Regions from separate parts of the Mus musculus genome. Here regions 1 and 3 are each linked to region 2. Evidence: chromatin contacts called from public promoter capture Hi-C data. All regions are on one chromosome and are shown on one strand. The core of a region is the stretch at or near the end of the contact, and the rest is flanking DNA. Distances in the headings are between cores, read along the strand shown.

Region 1 (2,876 bases), core at 353-2,852, 490 kb before region 2:
TGGTTTGGGAAGGTATGGCTACTGAGGAAGGTGATCCAGGAATTCAGGGCTGTTGGTATTTAATCTAGATGTTTGTGGATTTTGCTGTAAAAGCAGCTGAGGCTCCCCTCTGAAGAGGGTGTACACTGCCCCAGAATGATTAACCTCCTCCACTAACTAGCCTGGGTGTGAAGAAAGTCACTTGAAAGATGTTAGGGAAATCCAGATGTGTGTGTGTGTGTGTGTGTGTGTGTGTGTGTGTGTGTGTGTGTGTGTGTGTGTGTATGTGTGTGTGTATGCATGTATGTGTGTGTATGCATGTATGTGTGTGTATGTGTGTATGTGTGTGTGTGTGTGTGTGTGTGTGTGTGTGTGTGTGTAGTGCTGATCCCCAACAGGTAGTCTTTTTCCCTTTCTCCCTGAAAAAGTCCCTGCCCTGTCTTATATAATGTACATGTGAGGGGAACTGCACACCGTGAGAGCTGGGCGAGGCTTGAGATTCCTTTGCTCAACCTCCTAATTTTAGGGCAAAAGAAGGCCATCTTTACTAGCACATACATCTACATAGGTAGTTTGGTTACTTGCACTTACTGTTGAGCATAGATCTTTCTCGCGTTTCCTGACAGCAGAGATTTCCTGGGTGAAAAACATCTAATTTAGAAAATGATCTGTCTTAAACACTTCGTTGCCCATCGTTCAAACCGCACAGATTTCAATAGTCTTAGAAACAAAAAACTGAGAGAGCAGACATTACATTCCTCCAGCGCATTAGGTTTCAGCCTTGGTGTCTGAACCGGTAGAAGCCCCTTCCTGGGCTAGCTCCTCCTGTCCTCTTCTTGTGAACCCTTAGCATAGGAACCCACAGCACGAGGCGCTCGGGTCCCCACTTCTGCTCTCAGCCTTCTGCTTCACCGAGGATCCTGTGATCCGATTCAATCTAATTAACAGCTGTTTAGGGAGCATCTTTAAGCTTTTAGAAGGCACCAAGCAAGGATCTAGGCGCGGGCGTTCATGGGTGAAGATGTCCCGACCGACCCTCTCCTTGAGAAGAAGAAGCGGGAGCTTAAATCTAGCCCCTTCCATAATTCACATGGTTAAAAAATTCCTCCCAAGGTTCCTCCAGATACACCCCACCACCCCGGCCTCCAAAGGTCCCCCACGTCTGGAGGTTACTGCTTGGCGCCAGCTCTGATGCTGCAAGAAGGTGACGGACAAAATGCTGCCTCGGGCATCTGTCATCAGTGGACTGGACTGAGATGTGCCCAGCAGCTCATCAGTGCTGAGTAGCTCCTGGGTCCGGGTCCGCTTCCCTTGTGCGCTAACCAGGGCGCGGCAACCCGGCTTGCCTCCAAGTTTCCCTGGGCACTCTCCTTTCTTGATGACCAGTGTTTGTCCCCAGCGTCCTAAGCCCCGCGGCTCCCACCCTTTCCCTCTCTCCTCCACTGCGATCCATTGCCTGCAGGCAGAGTTCAAGTTCAGTCCCGGCTTTTGCTCTGGATTTAGAAAAAGGAGAAGGGGTGGGAGAATTGGAGGGAGCCGGCTGGTCGGGCGAGGCCGAGGGGAGGCGGAGAGAGGTGGCCTCTGATTGGTTGGGGAGGGGGAGTGGAGGCACGGAGTTTCCCACAATGCCCCGGTGCGGTGCAGCCGCGGATGGATGCTGCGGGAAGGGGCTGCCATTTGCTGCCCCTGCCAGCGGCGCGCGGACCTGCCCGCGCTCCCGCCGCCTCCAGCGCCCTCAGCCCGACCGGCCTCTGCAGCGGCACCACCTCGGCTTCTTTCGCGGCCGCCGGAGCGGTCGCCATGAACCCCAGCTCCTCGGCGGGAGAGGAGAGAGGGGCGACGGGTGGCAGCAGCAGCAGCGGAAGCGGCGCCGGGAGCTGCTGCCTGGGCGCCGAGGGCGGCGCGGACCCGCGGGGTGCAGGGGCAGCGGCTGCTGCTGCCTTGGAGGAGCCCGCGGCCGCCGGACAGAAAGAGAAGGAAGAGGCGCTGGAGGAGAAGCTGAGGGACTTAACTTTCCGGAAGCAGGTCTCTTACAGGTAGGCGCGGGAGCTAGCGAGACAGGTGCCGCCCAGGGCGGGGGACACTTGCTCTAGCTCCAGAGAGGCACTTCTGTAGAGTTGGGGTTCAGTCTCTCTCTCTCTCTCTCTCTCTCTCTCTCTCTCTCTCTCTCTCTCTCTCTCTCTCTTCAACCTTCGTACCTCCGTGGTTTTGCTTCTATGTATGTCTGTCTATCTGTCTCTCTCTCCTGGGGATATGTTGTTCTCATCCTCTAATTCTGGGTTGAAGAGAAGAAGTGGGGTGCCCCAGCTTCTTCTCCCTGTAACACCCAGGGAGGGGTGCACTTGTAACAGAAGAGAACACTAAGGTCAGAACAAGATCAAAACCACATCTGTGAGTGTATGGGGTGCAAACCCAGACATGCCCAGTTAGAAGAGTTGCCAAAGTTGTCCCTAGGCTAGTGTCATCTCCACACTCCCCCATCCTTGCCGAGTTCACTGGGTGAGCCTTGGGCACTAACCGGATCGCTGAGATCTGTTCTGACAGGCAGCAAAGAATAAGCCATACAGAACAGAAATCCTTATGGGACGTTCTTGTCTGTTAAAGACTAGTGAGCTATGGGTCTCTTCTTGTAGGTATGTAAGTATGTCAGTGGGTGTTGGTGTTACATGCCTGTGTGTTCTCTCCCTCTCTCAGTGTGGACAGCCTACTCCCAGGCTTACCTCCCCCCAACCCCCTGCCCCCACCCCACCCCCACCCCCCGTCCCAGTGCTGGTGAGAAGAGATCACACTGGCACCTGAGGCTGGATGTGTCTTTGACACTAGGACAGTGTACGGTGAACGTCCACCCAATTACGCTTTATGAAGCCCCAATTGTGTGAGGATCCAAACCAAAGGGA
Region 2 (2,700 bases), core at 103-2,602:
AAGAAAGCTTATGAGTAGTTCATGATGTACACAGGTGACACCAGATGAACACTCACATGGACTGTTTCATGGCAAAGATGAACTTTCAAACAGGGATGTGCATAGCCTGGGAGTTGGTCTTGAGGAAGGCATGTGCAATTTGTGTGTGGAAAGGTGGTTTAGCAGAAGAGACTGTAAAGAATACAGATCAGGTGTAAATGTGAATTTCTGTCCATTTTTTCGTTGGAGGGCGGGGTGGGGGGAGGGGCAGAAACGAAGATTAGTGGACTAAAAGCTCTACTCCTGCAGGGTCACCTTTGTCCCTCGATTACTCTTGGACATTGGTACAGGTAACAGCCAATAGAAGACTCCTAGTCCTTAAAACCACTTGCCATAACCAATGGCTGTAATTTTAGGAAAGGAGTGGTCTTAAGATGTGAGGGCTTAAAACACCCTACGGAATCCATAGGATCTGTAAGTTGAGTTGAAGAGATGTATCTTTGGTGAGAAATTGGAGCCAGTTTTATAATTTGACCGTGTTTGGGCAAATTGGGGTTTTACTCCATCTTTTCTGGTCAGTTTCTATGTGTGACTCAAAACTGTCACTTTGCTCTCCTTGGTTAAAGGAGAGGAAGGTCTCAGGAAGCCAGGAAGCCCACTCTAATTCTTACAAACCCCAGAGCTTGAGCCACACTGATTACCCCCCTGTGTTCTTTGCCAAGAGCATGCCACAAAATATGTGACCCGAAGGCATCGAAGAAGCCAAGAATGGAAAAATTCCCTAAAGGAAAGTGACATTTAATTGGGAAATTTCAGAGATCTGTCACTCCTAGTGACAACCCAGAAAAAACTGCTTTGCAGCTTTGTGACTGGAGGTGAGCTGCAACTGTCAGCTGAAGTTAGCAGGGACTCCCTGCAGGGAGGCCTTTAGGGGCGGAGAGCAAGGGACAGCTGCCTTTGCACATGGCTCCCCCAATCTCGAATAGAATATCGTGTGTGTGTGTGTGTGTGTGTGTGTGTGTGTGTGTGTGTGTGTGTGTGTGTGTGTGTTTAAAGCTGTACCAAAACTGTAGTTTAAAATGCTGTCAATTTTCCAATTAAGATATCCAGCTTGATAAGCCGAGCTATGGACCCATGGGAGGGGGAGAAAAACATGGTTCTTGGGAGTTTGTACAAAAAATATGGTGCTGGGTGGGTGCTAAGAACAAACGGTCTTATAACCCATGGTCTTTCTACACAGATCCGTTTGGGGAAAGACTGCCCCCAGAGTAGCCTGCTTTTCATAAGCTTCCCAATCAGATTTCGGGGGCAAAGCACTCCCCTCCTCCCTCGCACAGCCTGCTTCTTCTCTCTGCCCTCTCTCGTCCCTCCCATTCTCTATTTCCCTCCCCGGCAGGGTGTAGTTGAGTGAAGGCAGGATCAGGTTCCCCGCCTACCCGTCCAAATATCCCGCCAAGGAAGCCCCAGAGCACAAGAAAACCCAAAGTGGAGAGAGGGGAAGAAAGAAAGCACTGAGTCATCCATCCAGAAGGGGGGAGAGCAGAGCGCAGCCGCCCAGGCAGGAGCATCAGCCAGCGATACCTGGAGTCTGCAGAAACCTCGCCCGCACTTTGCAACAAAGGCAGCCAGCTAGTCAGCGAGGACCTCTGCAAGCCAAAGTAAGTGCAAGATACCCTGTGGTTTTCTCCAAAGGGTCTCTGGTGCAGTGTGCCTACCCCCCAAAGCCACTTTTCTGGTAGCCTGCAGTACGTGGAGGGGGTTGGAGCAGGAGAGAGGCTGCCTGGAGTCCGCTAAATAGGACTGCTTTTAAAAACGGACTTGCTCCAGAAGGCAAAACAGCCGAAAGGAAATTTTGGGGGGAATGAGCTAAGTAACCTAGCATGTGCTTGGATGGGAAGAAGGAAAGCAGCTTTTGGGCTGTGGAGAGTGCATGGGGACCGAATTCCTGCTACCTGCCAGAGCATGCAAAGCGCGGGAGAGGGCACATTTGTGCTCTTTGTAAAACCTGGAGCTTTGGTGGGTGTGTCTGGCCCAGTAGGCATGAGAGAGAAGAAAGGGTGTATCAGTAGACAGGTCTCATTTCCTACCTCCACTTCTCAGGTTGCCCTAGAGCTTGCCAACTGCCAATTGCTGCCCGCTCTAGGTGTGGTACATGCCTGGCAGCCTGCCCCTCCTGTGTCTGCTGATGGAGAAACATCTCCGCCAGAGCAGCCTGCACTCCCTAGCCTGCCCACGAGCCCAGAAACGCTTCTAGAAACAGTTCAGTCCAAAGTTTCAAAGGCACACTTTGGAGTCTACCTTTGCTTGGTTGGGATGCCAACTGGCATAGAAGCACTTACGTTTTCAGTTGTATCCAAATAAGCCAGGGTTGTGGTAAAGACGAGTTTGGCAGACACCCGGAATTTCTGAGGTGATATTCCAGTTGTTTCCATAATATATTTTGAGAAGAAAAGTCACTTCTTTTGTGCATAAAACATAACCTTTCCTCTCTTCTAAAATATGTGTGTGTGCATGCGCACACACACATGCACACACACACGCACACACACACACACACACACACACTTCTATGGGATCTGATGTGGCATATAAATACAAGAGCACACATGTAACTCACATACAGATTGCTAACTAGTTCTTGTCTCCTTAGTAATAAGGACTTTGGAGCTGTAGGAGCAGAGCGAGACTTCAGAAGTAGAGTGGGTGCCTCACAGAAGGAAT
Region 3 (2,949 bases), core at 342-2,841, 420 kb after region 2:
CTGTATTTTCTATCTGCAACCAGGTTTGGACCGCACCTCACTCGCTCCCAGAGCCACAAGTTAGAGATGATAGCCTAGCTCCTCAGGTGCCAACAGTAAAGGTCATTTGCGCTATTCTCTATCTAAGACCCGCAGAGTGGTCCAGTACCCACCATGAGTTGGGAGACCAAGCTCCTGCAGCGTCTGAGACTTCATCAGCTCTGGACTGGGGTCCCTTTCCTCAGCCACAGTGGACAATCAACCTTGCGCGCGCCAGCGGAGGAAAATAGGCTTGCAGAGGACTCCCTTCTCTCTCCTCCTGGAAACCTTCCCCAACCTTGTTCCCCTGCCAAGGTCCGGGAACAACAGCACTAAACCTGTCGTCCTCACCAGAAGGCTCTCTCCCAAGGCGGAGTCAGGGGACAGCGTGGAGTGGTGGCGAGAGGGGCCTCCACCCTAAATGCAATGTGCCCAGACCCTAGGGTATAAGGGGAGCTTAAGGGGGATGGGTGAGCGGCAGGAGAGACTGAGCTCTACTTGCCTTTCCCACGGCAGCATCTGGAGTTGGGGGGCGGGGGGATGAAGAGGACCAGAGTGTGGTAGCGAGGGTGAGGGGGTGCCAAGCTCAAAGACAGCCATACTGGAGTATCGGCGCTCACAGGCTGCTTTTTGCCACATTCCACTGGACTTAGCTATCCCAATGGTTTCCCCCGCCCCAGCTTTGAAACCCCTCCTTCTTTCAGACCCGCCAAGGTACGTGTCCTCTCCAGCAAGCCCCAGATGCCAAAGTTTCCATTGGAAAACCTGCACGTGTCAGGGACCACCAAACAATTCTTGCAAACCCAGACCCTCTGCGGCCAGGGTCGGGTGATGGGGAGGAGCTGCGAGGTACCAGGGCCCTTGATATGGACAATTAGAGAACCATGGTATAGCAGAGTCTTTACCTGTCACTGACTTAGTCGCCCGGGGCTGCGATCTGGTGGAGTCTGGCTGGAGCGAGGAGCCTTTGGCGGGCTCAGGTTGGACCGGTTTGGGAGCGAGCGGCACAGCTCGGAGTCCTCAGCTGGTTGCCCGCTTGCCTTCTCCCTGGATCTTGCGAGAGAAAAGCGAAAGATTAGTTGTCGCCACCGCACTTAGACGGGTGGGGCAAGGGAGGCGGGGAGACTGCGGACCCCAAGGCTCAGAGAAGGCTGCGGGGCATTTCACATGGGTCGTATCACTCGGCTAATCTGGGACCCCAATTAGACAATTCGGACTGGAGTTAAATTACATCTGTCTGCCGCCTTGAGCATCACACCCCCAAAACACAGGCAAATAAGACTTTCAAACCTGGCTTTCAGGAAGATGACAGTTAACACCGAAACAGAAAGGAGACCTGGGTGTGGAGAAGAGCTGGGCGGGCTTCATTTCTTCACCCTAGTGCCGGGGAAGTAGTAATTAGTGTCTGGGAGCTGCGCTCCTCCACTTCTCCCAGTGCCTCTGGCGATTTCCAAGTGGGATCTGCGACTTCAGGGCTCTGGCCAAGCCCGCAGGCTGGCGTGTGCGTGTGTGCGTGTGTGCGAATGAGTGTGTCTGTGCCCCCGCGTGCCTGCTCCCGGGAACTGGTCTCCTCGCCCTCACCCGCTGTGTGTAGCAGCAGAGCGAGAGTGGTGCCTCTATTTGTGCGTTTGTGTTCGATTAGCTGCAATGGGCGGACAGTTTCTGGAGAGAGCATTTACAATTTTCTTTCGTTCTGACAGGATTAGTTGCCGTTGAAGGGGGCTCCGCCAATGAAATCTTCTCTGCGCTCTGATTTGGCGGTTCTTCGGTGCAAATATGACAGCTTTCTCTCTCAGCTCTTTTCTGCATCTCTCCATGTCCGACCCCGGAGCCCAGTTCTCGGTCTGCAATTTCTACACCACAACCTTTGCAATCACCACCACCACCACCCCTAGGTCCCATGTCAGCAGGTGCCAGGTTGCTACAAAGGTGACAGGGCACATTGGGAAGAAGGCTTGTTGATTGCAGAAGATACTTATGCCCCGTGTTTCCAGGTGGGGAAATGTTAGAATAAATGTACTTTGTACTAAATATATAGTCATGGAGAATTGTTCAGATTGTTTATTTCTTTCTTTGATGCTAACTAATGTATTAGAAAGAAACAGATATTTATCTGTCTTTGCTGTTTTTTTTTCTTTCTTCCCAAACAGGTCGATGCCTGTGTGTTCCATCAGTTAATGGGGAGTAGTAGTTAAGAGAGTGTACTAGTGAGGTGTTGGTGAGGTGGGATTTTGCTGTCTATCGAGGAAAATAAAAGATGTGAACTTCCTGTGTTCAGAGCATGGACTAATTTTTGCCTTCATTTATTTTAATGAGAAATTCTTTCCCAGATTTATACCCATTGTTTGAAAGTATGGAACTTATTTGATAATATCATAATGTGATTATTCTAAGGTGTCGTTGAGGACAATTGCTCTTGATGATGTATATTGTATCTGATGACATAAATATGTGCTACCGAATGAGGCTTTCATTGCCAAATAGAATTAAAGAAGGAGTCATTGGAACCTTAAACTAAGTAACAAAGAACAGGACCTATCTCTTTTTTGATCGCAGAGACAGAGAAATTGCTATTTATTATGCTCAATGGAATTCAGCTCAGTTCGTGTTGCCCTGTCCTTGGCTGGGTGTTAAAGAGCACACAGAATAATGAAACCACGGTTCCTTTTCTTTCTGAGTTTCTCATCTTTGAGAATAAATACCCACATGAAGCTCTTGTAGAGAGGCTGACCATCAACACTATAAATTATACACTAATATAAATTCATTGGTGAATGAAAATCCTACAGCTATGCCTAAGTAGGACTGACACAGATTCAATTTTGCTGGATAAAAGCCATCCTGGTGTAAAGGATGGTAAGGGTATGTCGTTGCCCTCTGAGTCCCACGCAGGCATTTTAGTCTTGTTTGAGAAAGGCAGTTCTGAACATT

Evidence for each region. Promoter capture Hi-C pulls out the DNA fragments that hold promoters and counts their contacts.
Region 1: a contact with region 2 is called in a promoter capture Hi-C map of hippocampal neurons, with 2.3 times the contacts expected there. The contact joins the promoter of Dgki here to the promoter of Ptn in region 2. A contact is called at or near these places in 3 of 39 promoter capture datasets (hippocampal neurons, liver and stem cell-derived epiblast-like cells).
Region 3: a contact with region 2 is called in a promoter capture Hi-C map of embryonic stem cells, with 2.1 times the contacts expected there. The contact joins the promoter of Chrm2 here to the promoter of Ptn in region 2. A contact is called at or near these places in 3 of 39 promoter capture datasets (embryonic stem cells, hippocampal neurons and trophoblast stem cells) and 2 of 115 datasets of contacts at active chromatin or transcription factors (embryonic stem cells and stem cell-derived neural progenitor cells).

What each region holds. Positions count from the first base shown.
Region 1 is chr6:37,298,702-37,301,577 of GRCm38.p6, reverse strand. Dgki (diacylglycerol kinase, iota) reads left to right here and starts at 1,602. Exons shown (of 34, transcript NM_001081206.2): 1 at 1,602-2,015. The coding sequence starts at 1,630.
Region 2 is chr6:36,808,831-36,811,530 of GRCm38.p6, reverse strand. It overlaps Ptn (pleiotrophin), which reads left to right and starts at 1,352. Exons shown (of 5, transcript NM_008973.3): 1 at 1,352-1,637.
Region 3 is chr6:36,386,726-36,389,674 of GRCm38.p6, reverse strand. Chrm2 (cholinergic receptor, muscarinic 2, cardiac) reads right to left here and starts at 1,591. Exons shown (of 3, transcript NM_203491.3): 1 at 1,309-1,591; 2 at 924-1,071. 9330158H04Rik (RIKEN cDNA 9330158H04 gene) reads left to right here and starts at 1,441. Exons shown (of 6, transcript NR_015589.1): 1 at 1,441-1,519; 2 at 1,719-2,012.